2 separate regions of the Mus musculus genome follow, and region 2 is linked to region 1. Evidence: chromatin contacts called from public Hi-C data. All regions are on one chromosome and are shown on one strand. Each heading gives the region's core, a stretch centred on a gene start, on an enhancer-like site or on the middle of the called end of the contact. The rest is flanking DNA. Distances are from core to core; before and after follow the strand shown. Region 1 overlaps Unc13b (unc-13 homolog B). Region 2 overlaps Rusc2 (RUN and SH3 domain containing 2).

Evidence for each region. A called contact is a pair of places that touch in the nucleus more often than the background predicts.
Region 2: a Hi-C map of bone marrow-derived macrophages shows a contact between it and region 1, with 28 read pairs. The contact joins two enhancer-like sites. A contact is called at or near these places in 15 of 39 promoter capture datasets (the 3T3-L1 cell line, the C10 cell line, the SN4741 cell line and 8 more), 1 of 484 Hi-C or Micro-C datasets (bone marrow-derived macrophages), 2 of 115 datasets of contacts at active chromatin or transcription factors (embryonic basal ganglia and embryonic stem cells) and 4 of 9 other capture datasets (adipose tissue, embryonic stem cells, liver and 1 more).

The regions. Positions count from the first base shown.
Region 1 is chr4:43,214,052-43,221,410 of GRCm38.p6, reverse strand. All of the region lies in intron 11 of Unc13b (unc-13 homolog B), which reads right to left. Among named protein-coding and RNA genes, the nearest start is that of Gm25010, 17 kb to the right of the region's middle. Within about 2 kb of position 3,245, at least 10 of the 459 cell types and tissues checked have an H3K27ac peak or open chromatin away from gene starts, as enhancers often do. A contact at or near this core is called in bone marrow-derived macrophages, where this site is marked.
Region 2 is chr4:43,415,697-43,422,532 of GRCm38.p6, reverse strand. It overlaps Rusc2 (RUN and SH3 domain containing 2), which reads right to left. Exons shown (of 12, transcript NM_199057.3): 2 at 5,815-6,836; 3 at 284-928; 4 at 1-92. Among named protein-coding and RNA genes, the nearest start is that of Fam166b, 10 kb to the left of the region's middle. Within about 2 kb of position 2,407, at least 131 of the 459 cell types and tissues checked have an H3K27ac peak or open chromatin away from gene starts, as enhancers often do. A contact at or near this core is called in bone marrow-derived macrophages, where this site is marked.

The DNA of each region.
Region 1 (7,359 bases), core at 1,996-4,495:
TACAAACAAATAAGCAAACAATTCTTTTTTAGCAAACAATTTTTAAGTGTGCCAAAAGTTTAAATGCACATTACTCTAGTAATAATATAAAAGGACCAATAAACACATGGGAAAATGTTTAATAACATTAGACACTATGAAAATGCAAATCAAAACAAACTTCATTGAGAAACTACTTCACAACCACTAGAGTGATCAAAAGGACAAATATTCTAGCCAGTGCTGGTCTGAAATTAAAACTCTATGTTTCTGTTGGAGATATATAAAAATGTAAGCACACTAGGAAACGGTTTGATAATTCCCTACCTTGTCAAACAGAATTATCACAGGAAACAGCAATTCTACTTCTGAGTAAATATCCAAGAGAATAGAAAACAGGTCCAATGTGGACATGGTACAGTCAACTATAATCCTAGCAGCCTGGGTACTGATTCAGAAAGAAAAGCAACAACAAAAATATATAGACTAACTGATACGCAACTCCAGTGTTCATAGCAGCATTGTTCTTTAGAGCAACAAGTGGTAACAATCCTCCAAACGACCACCAACCAAATATCCCCTGTAAGTATTACTCAGTCACAGAATAGAAATGAAGCAATACCACTGGTAAGACTAAAAAGCAGGCTAAATAAATATATACAAAATGTCTATTATATGAACTCTTTTATGGAAAGTATGCAGAACACAAATTTACAGAAACAAAGTAGACTAGTGATGTTGGAGGCTAAGGCAGAGGGGTGGGAGAGTGGTTGCTAATGGAGATTCTTAAGATGTTGGAAATGTTCTCCTATTAGATAATTGATGGTCTTATAATTATGTGAGTATGTAAACAAACAATAAAAAATGCAAGACTACCTTTTAATGGATGTAAGGGCAATTTTATGTTATATAATTACAACATTAAAAGCTTCCATAATAAAAATAAGAAAATGACTACCAGTTGTGCCACGGTGCTGACTGACTCATGAGGAGAAGGATTAAAGACAGGTTAAAGTGTGGCCCTCATCTCAGGGCTTTCTGACCCAGCCTTTCTCCTTTAAGCTTTAAGGACTTTGTAAGGATAGACTGCTTTGACCACACAATGTTTCTTTTGCTGCTACAAAGAAGTAATTTCTGGATGTTCACGGAGGGGGAAAACTGGCCTCGGAGTAAAGAGAAAGAGAAATCCCTTACAGCAGGTGAATTACAGAAGGAAGAGGTGTTTGGGCTGTTAAAGAATGAGTAAATGCAGTCGGCTGGCATGGCACACGCAGGGCCTTGCTCAGGTTGGAAGGAAGCATATGATCACTAATATGCTGAAAACAGAAACAGCAAGGCAAACTGTAAGACAGCAGTTTCTTTGAGGAGGGGTTCAGTGAACAGGAGAAGACAAACCTGACAATATAAACCAGAGACAGCTGAAGCAGCCTTGAATGACAAGTAAAGGAATTTGGATTGTTTTACACATATTTAAGCTATCAGGAATGGCTCCAGGGAGATTTGAAAAGAGAGTGACATGGTTTCCAGTTTTTACTTTCTAAGTTGAATTTTATGACTTGGTATTACCATTAGTATTATTTAAGTCCTTAAATATTGAAGAGGTATACAGTATTTTAAAAAAAATTAAAAACACCTCCATCCCATTTCACTAGTATTTTACCCAATAGTCTATCTCCCATGGAGAATCATATATGGTCATCTGCTACGTACCATTCAAGTGAACTACAGCATACATATAACAACGTTTATGTCACATGACCTTGGTCTACTGTAGACTATATACCATCTAGGTTTGTGTGTATATACTTTAATGCTCACACAGTGAGGAGGTTTCCAATAGTGCATTTCTCAGGCTGTATTTCTGTCAAGTAATACATGACTAAACCAGTTTCTCAAGTATCTTTTCTTCCTTCCTTCCTTCCTTGTCTTCCTTCCTTCCTTGTCTGTCTTTCTTTCTTTCTTTCTTTCTTTCTTTCTTTCTTTCTTTCTTTCTTTCTTTCTTTCTTTCTTTCTTTCTTTCTTTTTATTTTTGGTTTTTCGAGACAGGGTTTCTCTGTATAGCCCTGGCTGTCCTGGAACTCACTCTGTAGACCAGGCTGGCCTTGAACTCAGAAATCCGCTGCCTCTGCCTCCCGAGTGCTCTGATTAAAGGCGTGCGTCATCACACAGCCTAAGGGGATGTGTTTCTTTCTTTTTATAGAATGGAAGCATCTCACACACACCATTCCGCACTATGCTGGTTTTTAGGTAGACAAAGATTAGGTAGCTTTCCATTTGAATAAAGAGCTACCCCAGCTTTTTATAGCTCCATGGAACTGCATTCCATTGTTTGTTTGTGCCAGAATTTTATTTCATCATATAGTTAAAGGACATTTAGGTTGTTTTTCACTCCTTACTATTAAAAACAATACTTCAAAAATAACCTTGTACATATGCCACTTCCGCATGTAGAAATATGTCTGCAGGATACATTCCTGGAAGCAAGGCTGAGGACTCTAAAGGTGCATATATTTATAACCCTGATACATTTTCTCAAATGCTTTCCTTAGAAGTTATACCATCTCATCGTATCCCATCAACATTGTATGAGCACCTGATCCCTTACACTTCTGCCAGTAAGATATGTTTCTTATCTTACACTTCTGCTAGTAAGATATATTTCTTCATTTTAATTTTGTCTTGGGAAACCTAATCAGGTTATATGCAAAAGAGGATAACCCCATTTACATTTAAAATTGGATAAATATAGCATATGCTCTTTGGATAAATTTAATTTTGATTGGGAGAAGAAAATGTAAAACTACAGATTTCCATACTGCCTAGAAACAAAGTCTTTTATTTCCTGCAGTTAAAATTAACATTTTGTTTTGGTTCTCAGGTAGCTAGGGAAGGCAGAAGGGGAGTATGGCCCACGGAAGGCAGCTGGGCCTTCAGACAGGGTCAGGTCAGCACTGCTAAGTAGGCAGCTCCTAGGTGCTCTGACTCAGAAGTAAGGCTCAGTGTAGGGCCAGAACTAGGATCTAGACAAGTAGAGGCAGAGGTAAGGAAATTCAAGTGACCATGGAGAAATACCATCAACTACTAGGGAGATGGGAATCTTTCAAAGAAGACCATGAAAAGGCATTTAAAAATGGAACATAAAATTCTGTCCCTGTGAGACAGAATAAATGTGCTTTATTTCTCAATCTTGCTTCCCACATCTAATCTACAGTCTACTGTGACCCAAATGGTCCTTCCTCTTTTGAAAGGCTACTTCCCAAAAAGACTGGAAATGGCTTAAGGACAGAAACTAAAACCTCCCTCCTAACCTTAGCACCCTCTTTCCTTCTATTTCCCAAAGATTTAAGTCTGTATTAAAATAATCTACACCGATTCAAGATATGAACCAACCCCATTGCTTTGTTAAGCCTGCCACAATGCAGCTGAATGCCATAGCGAGCCACATTACACAGACACTCAAGAGTACCTGAGGGGATGTCTTCTACTGAAAGATGGCTTGCCGTCTGTACTAGCTCTTGCAAAAGTTTTTTCTGCCTCAGTCTTTTCTCTCTTAGAACGTTTTTAAAATTGTTGATGCATTTGTTAAGGTAAATGGTCTCTGCACATACTTGTTCTAAACTCAGTTTGCCTTGATTAGGAGAGTCAGGCCTGGAACAAGTCTCGCTTCCCAGACATGGGGCGAGAGGGAAACTGAGCAGTGAGTTTGCAAAAGGTGAGTTGTTAGAAGCAAGAGAGAAGTTGCTTGGTGCTTGAGATGTCTGATCACCCTGTATAGAGATGCCTACTCCACCAGAAACCACACTGAGCAAGCTCTCACTTCCCTGACTTGCTGGACTCTCCACTGAACAATCGTGGGCACCTCCTGAACTTACTGTCCAAAGAAGTCTATCACTGTTCTCTGACTGGGAACCACTCTCGTTGCTTTCCAGGTCCTCAGGACTGATGGACCCATTGTTCTCCAGCTTCTGAAATACCCCCTGCAGAGCCAAACGAAAGTGCTGGATTGCTCGACTCAGCTTAGTTGTGTGGAATTTAATTTCTACATCTTCATCCTCCTGGGAGTCAGCCAGAACACGTGAGGACTTATCAAAGACATCCTTAAGAACCTGGGCAGTACAGTTCTCTTCTTCATTCAGGTCAATATGAACCATGTTACTCAAAGTCTCAGGCCCTATGATCACTTCCTCCATCGTGCTGTCAGGACTCAGAGTCGCAAACCTTCTAGACTTGTCTGCCAAAAGGTCCTCCAGCTGCTTTGGGCTCAGAATATCAAGTCCAGCTTCACAGCCTAGCATCTTGTCCTCTGTGTTTACCATATCTGCTTTCAGTGGTCCAGACAGTGAAAGGCAACTGCTGTCCTTAATTGAATTGCTGCAATCACTTTGTAGCTTTGTCACCTTACATGCCTCATGTTCTTGTCTGCCCTGTTTGAAAATCTGTAATTTTTCACAATCTTCCTCTTTTGAGATTAACACTGAGGAAGACCCCTCAAGTGGATGGAGGAGAGAAAGTTCACCACAACAATCACTGGTTACCCAGGATGCTCCTGATGTTCCTTTTACTTCCTCCTGCAACTTAGACACATCACTCTGTTTTGCTAAGCCATCCTTTGGTAGTAAACGAGGGCCCTGATGCTCAGAAGCCTGGGGTCCTCTTTGTTGATTCTGAGTCCTTATCTGGTGTGGTTCTGTCATTTGTTTTCTGTTCCCTGTTTCTAGCCGAAGAGCTGGTTTATCCTGATTTAAAGAGTTCCAACTGTGGTCTTGAAGTTGTTGCAAGCATGATAAAGACTCCTTTGGGGGATCCTCACACCCTTCTGACCACACTGGTTCCTCTCTGGTAGCAACCCTGACCCCCACACTCTGCAAGAGGATGGATTTTTGCAAGATGAGGTCTCTGTGCTCTAGATGGACAAGTTTCACCACAGTAGGCCGGGGGGCAGGAGCTGTGCCTGTTCTGTATGCCTCTTGGATATACCTGTTGCACTGCATGCCATTAACACAGAGGTGCTTTGCTAGAAAGTTGTCCACCAGTTCCATAGTGTTTTCCCCATCATGTTCAGGAAGTCCATATAGATAAAGAATGGCTTCCTCTCTGGATCTTTCTACATGGAGTTCCTGAGCCTTTTCCCCACTGCACACTTTGCCCAGGGAGCTGCTACCTACGTGCAAGCCTTCTATTTCACTCAGTACTGAATCTACACAGCTAGACACTTCATCCACAGAGCCCTGGACTTGGTTCAAGTGCTGTTGCAGCTCAGCAATCTCAGACTGAAGACGACTGATACCTTGCAGTTCTCTGATGATATATTCTACTACATCTCCCAGAGGCTCTTGCTGTTCATACCTACATCTCTGGCCAGGACCCCTAGGCAAAATGGGCCTGGCTTGGTTTCTCTCTGAAGGATCTGAACAGTTTGTTATACTGGCAGGTGAGAGTTCCCGAGAGTCAGATCCTGAAGCACAGGCAGTGGAGGCCAGAGAAGGTTGGTTATTGGCTTGCTGCTCAAAGCTACAAAGTTGGGGCAGGTCCCCATCTCTTTCTCCACTAGTGGTGGAGTCACAGCAAGGGAGTGGGAAGTTGTCCTCTGGCAGGGATCCAGTAGGACCCGTGGACTTGCTCTTGACACTGCATACAGTCTCTGCCCTGACCTTATCTGGGGAGAGGCTGGATGAAGGTCCCAACGTCAGCATGATTTCCTCCTCAGACTCTCTCAACAGTCGCTTCATTTCCCCCGCAGAAGAGGTGATGGCTCTATGCCTCTTCCTTTTATTTCTTGTGGGGATGCTGAACAGAAATGGTCTCCGAAGAGCCTAGTCCTTCTTTTTCTTTCCTTCTTCCTTCCTTTCTTATTTTGGATTGGCTTTTAACGACTATTGCTAGTTGAAGCCTCAGGCTCAGCCACAGTATTGCCTGGAATGACCTCATGTATAGGTCTCAAACCTGACACAAGCCTCTGGATCCTGGCTTGGCTTTTATCCTGTAGCTCATGAAAAAAGAACAGTACACTCAGATAAAAGAGAAACCGGAAACTCAAATATGACCAAGCTGTCAAGCAAGGCTAAGAACAATGCCTTCAAAGACAGTAAGAAGTCAGCCTGAGCAGCCCTCCAACCTTCGCCTTAAAAGCTGTAGGCATCAGGGCTCTTTCCTTGGCTCCTTTTAAAATATCGATTCAAAACCAAATCAAGTCTTTTATGTTCTTAACAAGTACAAAAACAGTATTGAGACAAGCTGCTGGGAAGTGGGTAAGGAAAAGTAAGGTCAGTTAGTGACTGCCTAGTTAAACCTTTACAAAAACAAAATTCAGCACTGGAATCTGACTCAAGGATGAACAAGGAGATGTTTAACATCCACAAATGAAGTGAAAAGACAAAACACGAGAAGTTTCTTTCTTATCCATTTTGTTTTTCTGGTGAGGATTCAGATCTTCTATAGTTCATCGTTGTTTGATGATAGCAACCATTCACTTGGAAAAGAGACCATGGCAAGTTTTTGAAGGAGGAAAAGTTACTACTACAGCTAATCCCAGAATAATGTGGTAAAGTATAGGTACAGCAATGTCCAGAACTCAGATAGCACTTAATATATTTAAATCTAATAGGGCAGACAGCTAAAAACCTAAAAATAATAGGCTCACTACAGGGACAATGGATCCTTCAAGGCACTCTATCTACATGACTGTACTGATCAAGTAACAGAGGGATGCTAACCCTCTGACCTGTCAGAGTACAGCAATGCATGGTACAAGCAGAGAGTTGGTTATATTACACAGGGTACTTTGCTTTGAAGTGCAGAGTGGAAAGTACAAGAAAGAAACAGAGACTCAGGGGATGCATGGGGCTACCAATACTCTATGGTCCTACAAGGCTATCCTGCAAGAGACAACATGAACTAGTGGGAGACACACTACCATTAAGTTATTTGACATGGGATCATTTCCTTGGTTTTTTTTTAAAAAAGATTTTCTTGGGGCTGGTGTGGTGGTTCAGCAGTTAAGAGCACTGACTGCTCTTCCAGAGGTCCTGAGTTCAAATCCTAGCAACCACAAGGTGGCTTACAACCATCTGTAATGCGATCTGAAGACAGCTACTGTATACTTACATATAATAAATGAATAAAAATCTTTTGAAAAATAAATAAATAAATAAAAAGATTTTCTCATGATTTTTAAGTCTTCTAAATCCTTACTAAAAGAGAGAAATTGCCTTAAAGAACAAAAGCTGACCTAATAGCAACTCATTTTAAAGAAAAGTCACCTAATCTACAATGAGTCTATGGGCCTGAAATCTAAAAGTGCTGTACCTCCCAGGACAGAGTAGCAGGACGAGTCATAGGACTTGGGGAAAGAAGAGCTGGTGTTTTTACTGGAGAGAACTA
Region 2 (6,836 bases), core at 1,158-3,657, 200 kb before region 1:
TCGATCTAGGCTTCCTGACAAACCAGGTGGCCCTAATGGGTTCTTCCTCCTGTATTCCCGCCACTTGAGGGCCTGAGGGGACAGGTGGTTGGCTGGAAGTGGAAGCAGGAGAGAGAAAATAGTTAGAAGGAGCCAGTATTTCATGGCTACCAGGCGGCCGTGTAAAATGCTAGGGCTAGGCCAACATGTCAATCACCTCCAGCCACTGTGGACGTGACCCCCACTGAGAGCGTTAAGAACCCACCCAAAAGAGATGTAGGCTTGCTTGGAATGAAGCTCGTACCATTGTTGGGCCTGTTGGCCATGCTGCCCTCGCCACCTCCTCGAACCAGACTCTCTGCCCGGGTGAAGCCAGATCTCCAGGAGCCCAGAGGGGGTAAACTTCCTGTGCCATGAAGCCTGTACTCAGCCAAGGTCGGAATCTTCTGGTCCTCCTTCGGTGGCTGCTGGGATGTGGCAGGGCGCACAGTAGGAGGGCAGGTATGGCTCCATGGTGATACACTGTCGGCTGCTGTGCCCTGCTCTGGAGGCGGGGAGCAGGAGGTAGAGGCAGAGGAGTCGGTGCTAGACCCAAAGGGGCCGGCACTCCGGACTGGGGAGTAGCTTCCCAGGGGCGATGGCCGCGAGGTCTCTGGTTCAGGCCCAGCGTTTCTGGCGCCTCTGCCAGAGGCCTGCGATGTGAATGGCTGCGGCTCTCCTGAGGGAGCTGGGGCTGGGCCTTGAGCAGTAGAGATAACCAGCGGGGCGGGCTGCTGTGCGCGGCTGCAGGGCATAGAGAGGCTGTAGAGCTGGGAGAGGCTGTGCAGGGCCCGGGCCTTGGCCAGCTGCTTGGGGAAGTGATGTTGGAACACGAACGGCTGGATCGGTAGGGTGGTCGGCCTCTGTTCCTTGCTGTAGCGAAGGACGGGTCGGCTTTCGGTGCCACCCCCTGTAGCAACAGCGATGGAGAAGGACTGAATCAGAGAGACACTGAAACCCAAGCGGGAGGAAGAATCACAAGGATCGGTGATACCCAATGGGGATAATGGGCTAGCCTGGGCTACAGGCCCTGAACAGGGACAGGCAGGTTCCTCCTTTGCGGAGGGGACGCTGCTCCTCCCTGTAAGCCTGCCCTGCGCTTTTTATGACCGGGAATGCCTTCTGCCTCTCCACTTTCTCAACTCTGCAGGTGTCAAGGCATGTTTGGAGGCTCCGTGCTCACCTCACTGAGCAAGTGCTCCCTGGCAAAGGTAGCTGTGTTTCAGACTTTCACACAGATGGCTCCCAGGCCCACAGCATCTAGCTCCCCTTGACCATCCTGCTGTGGAAAGGGCTTTGCTTTCGTTTTAAACGAAAACAGCCTGGCTAGAAACATTGTTCCTAAACCGTGTCGCCGGAAGCTTCTACACTCTTTTCATCTACGGGCTCTGCGCGGGTTTTCCTGATACCTTCCATTTCTGTCAGAGTCAGTGCCAAGATGTCGCTGACTTCAAGTTCTCTCTACCCATCCACCACCCTGTCTCCACTCACACACTCCACTCCGATTTTGAGCAAATTCAGCAGTAAGACAAGTAAGTATTTACTTGTAGCCAAATCGGCCAAACTTCATTTTGTTTTTTGAGACAGGGTTTCTCTGTGTAGCCCTGGCTGTCCTGGAACTCACTTTGTAGCCCAGGCTGGCCTCGAACTTAGAAATCCACCTGCCTCTGCCTTCCAAGTGCTGGGATTAAAGGCGTGCGCCACCACTGCCCGGCTCCCTGTATGTGCTCCCAATCCTGATCTCTCCCATGATCCCCTCCTAAGAACTTCAAAATCTACCTCTGCTCTCTTTGAAGAGGGATATTTTCCAACTCTTGGGATTTTTTTCCCAGCCACGTTTCAGGTCAGTGTTCCTTAAATCACAGGTCCCAGAACTAAACTGAGGTCCAGAACAATGCAGGGTGCCACGGTATTTGTTAATGAACTGTTATCTCAATAAAACACCGTTCATGCTGCAGCTATCTAAATGAACACAAGGTGGCGCCACACACTCTTCTAGGGCCTAAAGCCCTGGGCGTGGCTCAACAAGAAGCAGGAGGAATTCATTTCTCCACAGATCAAGAAACTTATTTGTGTTTGTTTTTTGAGACAGAGTCTCATGTAGTTCAGAGTGACTTTGAACTTGCTGCGTGGCTAAGACTGCTCCTGCCACAGCTTCTAAGTGCTGGCTTTGTTACAAGTCTGAGCCACCTTGCTACACACAGATCAGGGAAATTTAAGTTAAGTTGTTGTCTCAAGTTAAGGTCACTCAGCTGGGAAATAGCAGAGCACAGAATGTTGCCCAAACCAGAGTCGGCTTCTGGGGCCAAAGTTCTTGACCACATCACATTACACACACAGTGATGTCAGGCTGGGTTTGCTGGGCCATCTTTCTTACTCACGTCATGGAGTCATGAGGGATGCGTACACAGGCTCATAGAGAAGTGTTCACTCATGCTCCCTGACATCCCCAGTTCTCAGAGGACAGCCTGTCTTCCTTGATGTGCTCAACACACCTCCACCACTCAGTCCTTAATCATACCTAGTCACTAACGCCCTGGGGCCTCGTCCCTGCTGTGATCTGCCTGAGATTTCATCAGTCCCTTCCTGCTCAGCCCTCTCACCCAGTTTCATTTCCTTTTTGTAAAGTGTCGGGAAGAATTTTCTAACGTGTTTGCTGCCTGTTACTCTTCACAGGATTTCCAGAAAAGTCGGGACCAAATCCTCTCAGTCGCTGTGTCTCTAGGGTCTGGGCGCATCTCAGGAACCGAACAGTTAAATGAACGACTCTCTACTTCTGATTCAGTCTAGTCTCCTCTGCCTCAAATCACCTTATATAAATCTGATTTTCTTGAAAAAATGAATTTATCTGTGGTTGTTGCTCAGAGAATAAAGATCACATGTGCTGTGTACCTGGGAAGCAGCCCCAGTTCCTGGGTTCCTTCTTACAAGGTAGCATCCAGAGTCCCAGGGGCAGCCAGTCAGTGCTCTGTGTTCAAAGGAAGGAAGCAACCCCCCACCCCCGCTGGAATCTACCTCTGGGCATGGATTTGGGAATGGTTGATGCACATTTTGCAATCTGTTATTCGCCCCAAATCAACTCAAGGACACTTTACAAATCGAATTTCACTCTGGCCTCGGTCTGATTAATTTTGCTCTATCAAGATTTGGCAAGATCCCTTTTCTCAACCGCCGACCCTGCTGCTCAGGTTCTCAGGAGGAGCCTCAGCTTCTTCCAGTCCTGTCCAAACTGGTTCTTCCTTGGCTATCCATAAATTCAACCAACTGTCAACTCATTTGTTGGCTTTAAAAAGAGTGCACAGGATCAGGGGAAAGAGGGTGACAGCGTCACTGGAGGCTGCCCTGACGGAGAAGTCCCACTGGGACTGGGGAGGAAGCGCTTCTGGTAGAGAGCCTGCCCAGTAAGGCAGTACTAAGCCCGGTCAGTCCGAAGGGCTGAGCGTACCCAGAGGTTCATTCCTGTAGTCCCAGCAGGAGGCAGAGGCAGCGGCCTCAAGGTCGTCCTTGGCTACACAGTTTGACGATAACCTGGGATTCATAAGACCCTGCTTCAAAATAGTTTAAAAAAAAAAGTAAACCTTATTTCGTGTGTGTGTATGGGAAGAGGCATGCGGAAATCATGGGTTAATTTTTTCCTTCCCCCATTTAGACTCTAGGATCAAAGAGCCTATTGGCAAACGCCTTTACTGGCTGAACCATCTCGCTGACCCAAGAAAAATGCTTACATTTTTAAAAATATCAAAAGCTCTTTAAATTTTTGAGTCTAGTGAAAACACTTCAGTGGCTGCTGGCTCTCTCCTCTGTCTCTTCCTCTTTCCTCTCCTTTTCTTTTGTTCCATTATCTTGGATATGTGGTGTCTCTGTGTGTGTACACACGTTTGCATGCATGTGAGTATTTGTGGAGGCCCCCAAGTTGATACTGAGACTCATCCTTGATCACCCATCTACCTCAGACCCAGAGCTCTTGGATCTGGTCAGTCTTTGTAGCATGCTCTGGGCATCCGTCTCTGTCTCCTGAGCCTGGAATTATGGGTAGGCTGCACAGCTACCAGGTATTGGTGGCATCTGCAGTTTCGAGGGTGGTGACTGTGATACCTGGCAAGGTGCTTTAATCACCAAGCCACCTCTCCAGACCCCCTTTAAAATATTTAAACATTTTGAGACAATATAGACCTGGCTGGTCTGGAACTTGCTATGTAGAACAAGCTGTCCTCAAAAATCACAAAAGTCTACCAGGCCTCTTTGCCTCATGAGTGCTGGGATTAAAGGTGTGTGCTACCGAGCCTGGCTGAAATATGTATTTTAATGATCATTGTGTGTGTGCACGTACAGGTGTGGGAGTCAGAGGACAACTGTGCAGGGTGGGTCCTGTCCTTTCATGTAAATTCTAAGGATTGAACTCAGGTCACCCAGCTGCGACCACAAGGGCCTCTACCCGCCGGGCCACCTCGCTGGTCCCATCTTAAACTTCGGATTGAATTTTCAGCCTTCGCTTCCTAAATGCTAGAATTACAGGTGAGCCCGACAAGCCCAGCTTCATCTCCAACCTTGAGGGTTGCTTTGCTCAGCCCTTAAGTCACACTATCCATCCCCTGGTTCTATTCCTGTTTACTTTGTAATTCCACACATTCTTCATGGATGACCACTTTTAACTACCCCTCCTCCCTCCCGCCCTCCCTGGCAGGGTCTCACTCTATAGCCCCGTCTGGGTGAGAGATCACCGAATAAGTAAGGCAGTGTGCTTAGAACCCACAGAGGCCCACTACTGCTCCTAACCCCGTGACCTCCCACTCTACAAGGCAGGCTCTCCTGTCGGAAGACACTTCTCCACACCTCCCACCCAACCCACCAAGGAGCTTTCTAAAGTGCAACTCAAAATGTGCCATTAAGCACACAGAAAACCAAACCAAACAATACCAACACAGCCACTCTCCTGATCAAAATCCTTCGGTGGTTCACCCCCACCGGCAAGGCTCTGCTAAATTAGTCTACTGCAGTTCCTGGAAAGCGCCAGACTCTGCGCCTGCGTGGCTTTGTACATCACGGGAGAGCCTAGAATGTTCTTAGAAGAGAGTCTACAAAACCTAACCCTTATCTTTCTTCCAGGCTTAAATGTAAACCGTTGAGTCCCCCCCTAACACGCCAGACTAGCAGAGATAATCTTCTGGGCTACTTGCACCTTACACTGCTACTTTGCATGGTTTCTTGCTTCCCTTTTGTTCTGTCCTTGCTTAGAATCCCAGGAGGACAGATTCTCTCTCCAGCACTGCTTCAGCACAGACCCTGCTACAAAGTAATCACTCGAAATAGAATCAACCATGGCTGCTGGCTTAGGAGTCCATGGTGGACTGGAACGGTCAAGGTTCAGTTCTGCTCTGCTTTTTTCTTACATAAGTGGTCTCATTTTGTTGCTCACCCTGGCCGCCCGCCCTCAAGCAACTCTCCTGCCTCAGCCTCTGGAGGCACATGTCAACCTGTTCAGTCTCTTCAGTGCAGGATCACCATCAATGATCAGAGAGCAAATGCCACTTCTATCCAGTGTGGCTTCCCTGCTGGGCATGTCCCTGAGATGCGTTAAGCCCTGCAAATCCCTGCATGTCTACAACTGGTCTCTGTCAGTAATCGCGTCACCATTTCCCAGGACACCAGTCTCCAAGTCCTAGTGATCTATCTACCTGGCACTCTCTTCTCCCTGTCTCTACCCCGGGACAGCACATGTGCTGGACCAGAAAGAGAGGCCCAGGCTGGTTCGGAACAAATGCATATACACATCGCTGTGTTCTCCGAGTTCCTTACCGTCAGCTCTAGCTCTCGAATCCCTCTGGGTATGGCTGGTGGCTGGGCTCCCCGAGAAAGCAGGCCCAGGATCCATCAGCTGGGCCAAGGGTCCCTGCCCAGCAGCTCTGAGGCTAGGAAGTGGCATCTCGCTGGACTGGGAGCCCTGACAAACCGGGGTGGACCAGGGTTCGGGGCCAAGGAGGTCCAAGCTTGGCCCCAAGGGCAGGGACGGCAGGCTATGGCTACATCGAGTGCCCTCGTCAAGTGGGGCTGCCCTGTCTTGCTGGGCTTCTTGGATGGGCGAGAACTCTTGGGAAGAATCTCCAACGCTCGCCCGCAGTGGTGGGGAGCCGGAGCCCGCAGCTTTCTTCCGGCCTTTGGCCAACTCAGCGAAGGAGGTAACCCTTCTGGGTGGGGACGCAGGCCCAGCTAGGGCCGCAGGGCCCTCACTTAATCGTACTGGGCAACTAAGCATGCGCTCTAGTGAGCCCAGGCGGACAGGGGGGCTGCGCTCCAGGCTACGGTCATAGCTTCGAGAGCGCTGCCGGCCAGTGTTGAGGTTGGGGGGGGAAGTATTCGTGTACACCTGCCCTTCAAGTACAGTGGGGCCCATGGCGGTTGCTGCTTCTGCTGGGGAACCCACTGCTTCTTGTTCCTCTGGCTGGATGTCTGGCTTCTGGAAGAGGTAATACTCAGAGGGCTGGTTGGGGTCTGGGTCTGGGCAGGGGCCTGGTGGAGGACTTATCTTGGTGTGTTCTTCAGAGCAACTCGTGATGGAGGAGCCGGCGGGGCTCGGGGAGGACTGTGAGGACAGGTCACAGGTGACAAGTTTATAGTAATTCTGTGTGGCCACAACAAGGCGGGCCTGGCTCTGGAAGCAGGCTGTGAGGTCAGCCACAGCTGGGCAGGGCTCAGAGTGTGGGTGGTAGGCGTTGCAGTTGGCATCGAGCTCAGGGGATGAGACATGAGGACAGCCACAGCCCTCTTCCCTGTCCCCGTTCTCAGGGTGGTGGGACTCGCAAGACATTCTCGACTCAGCC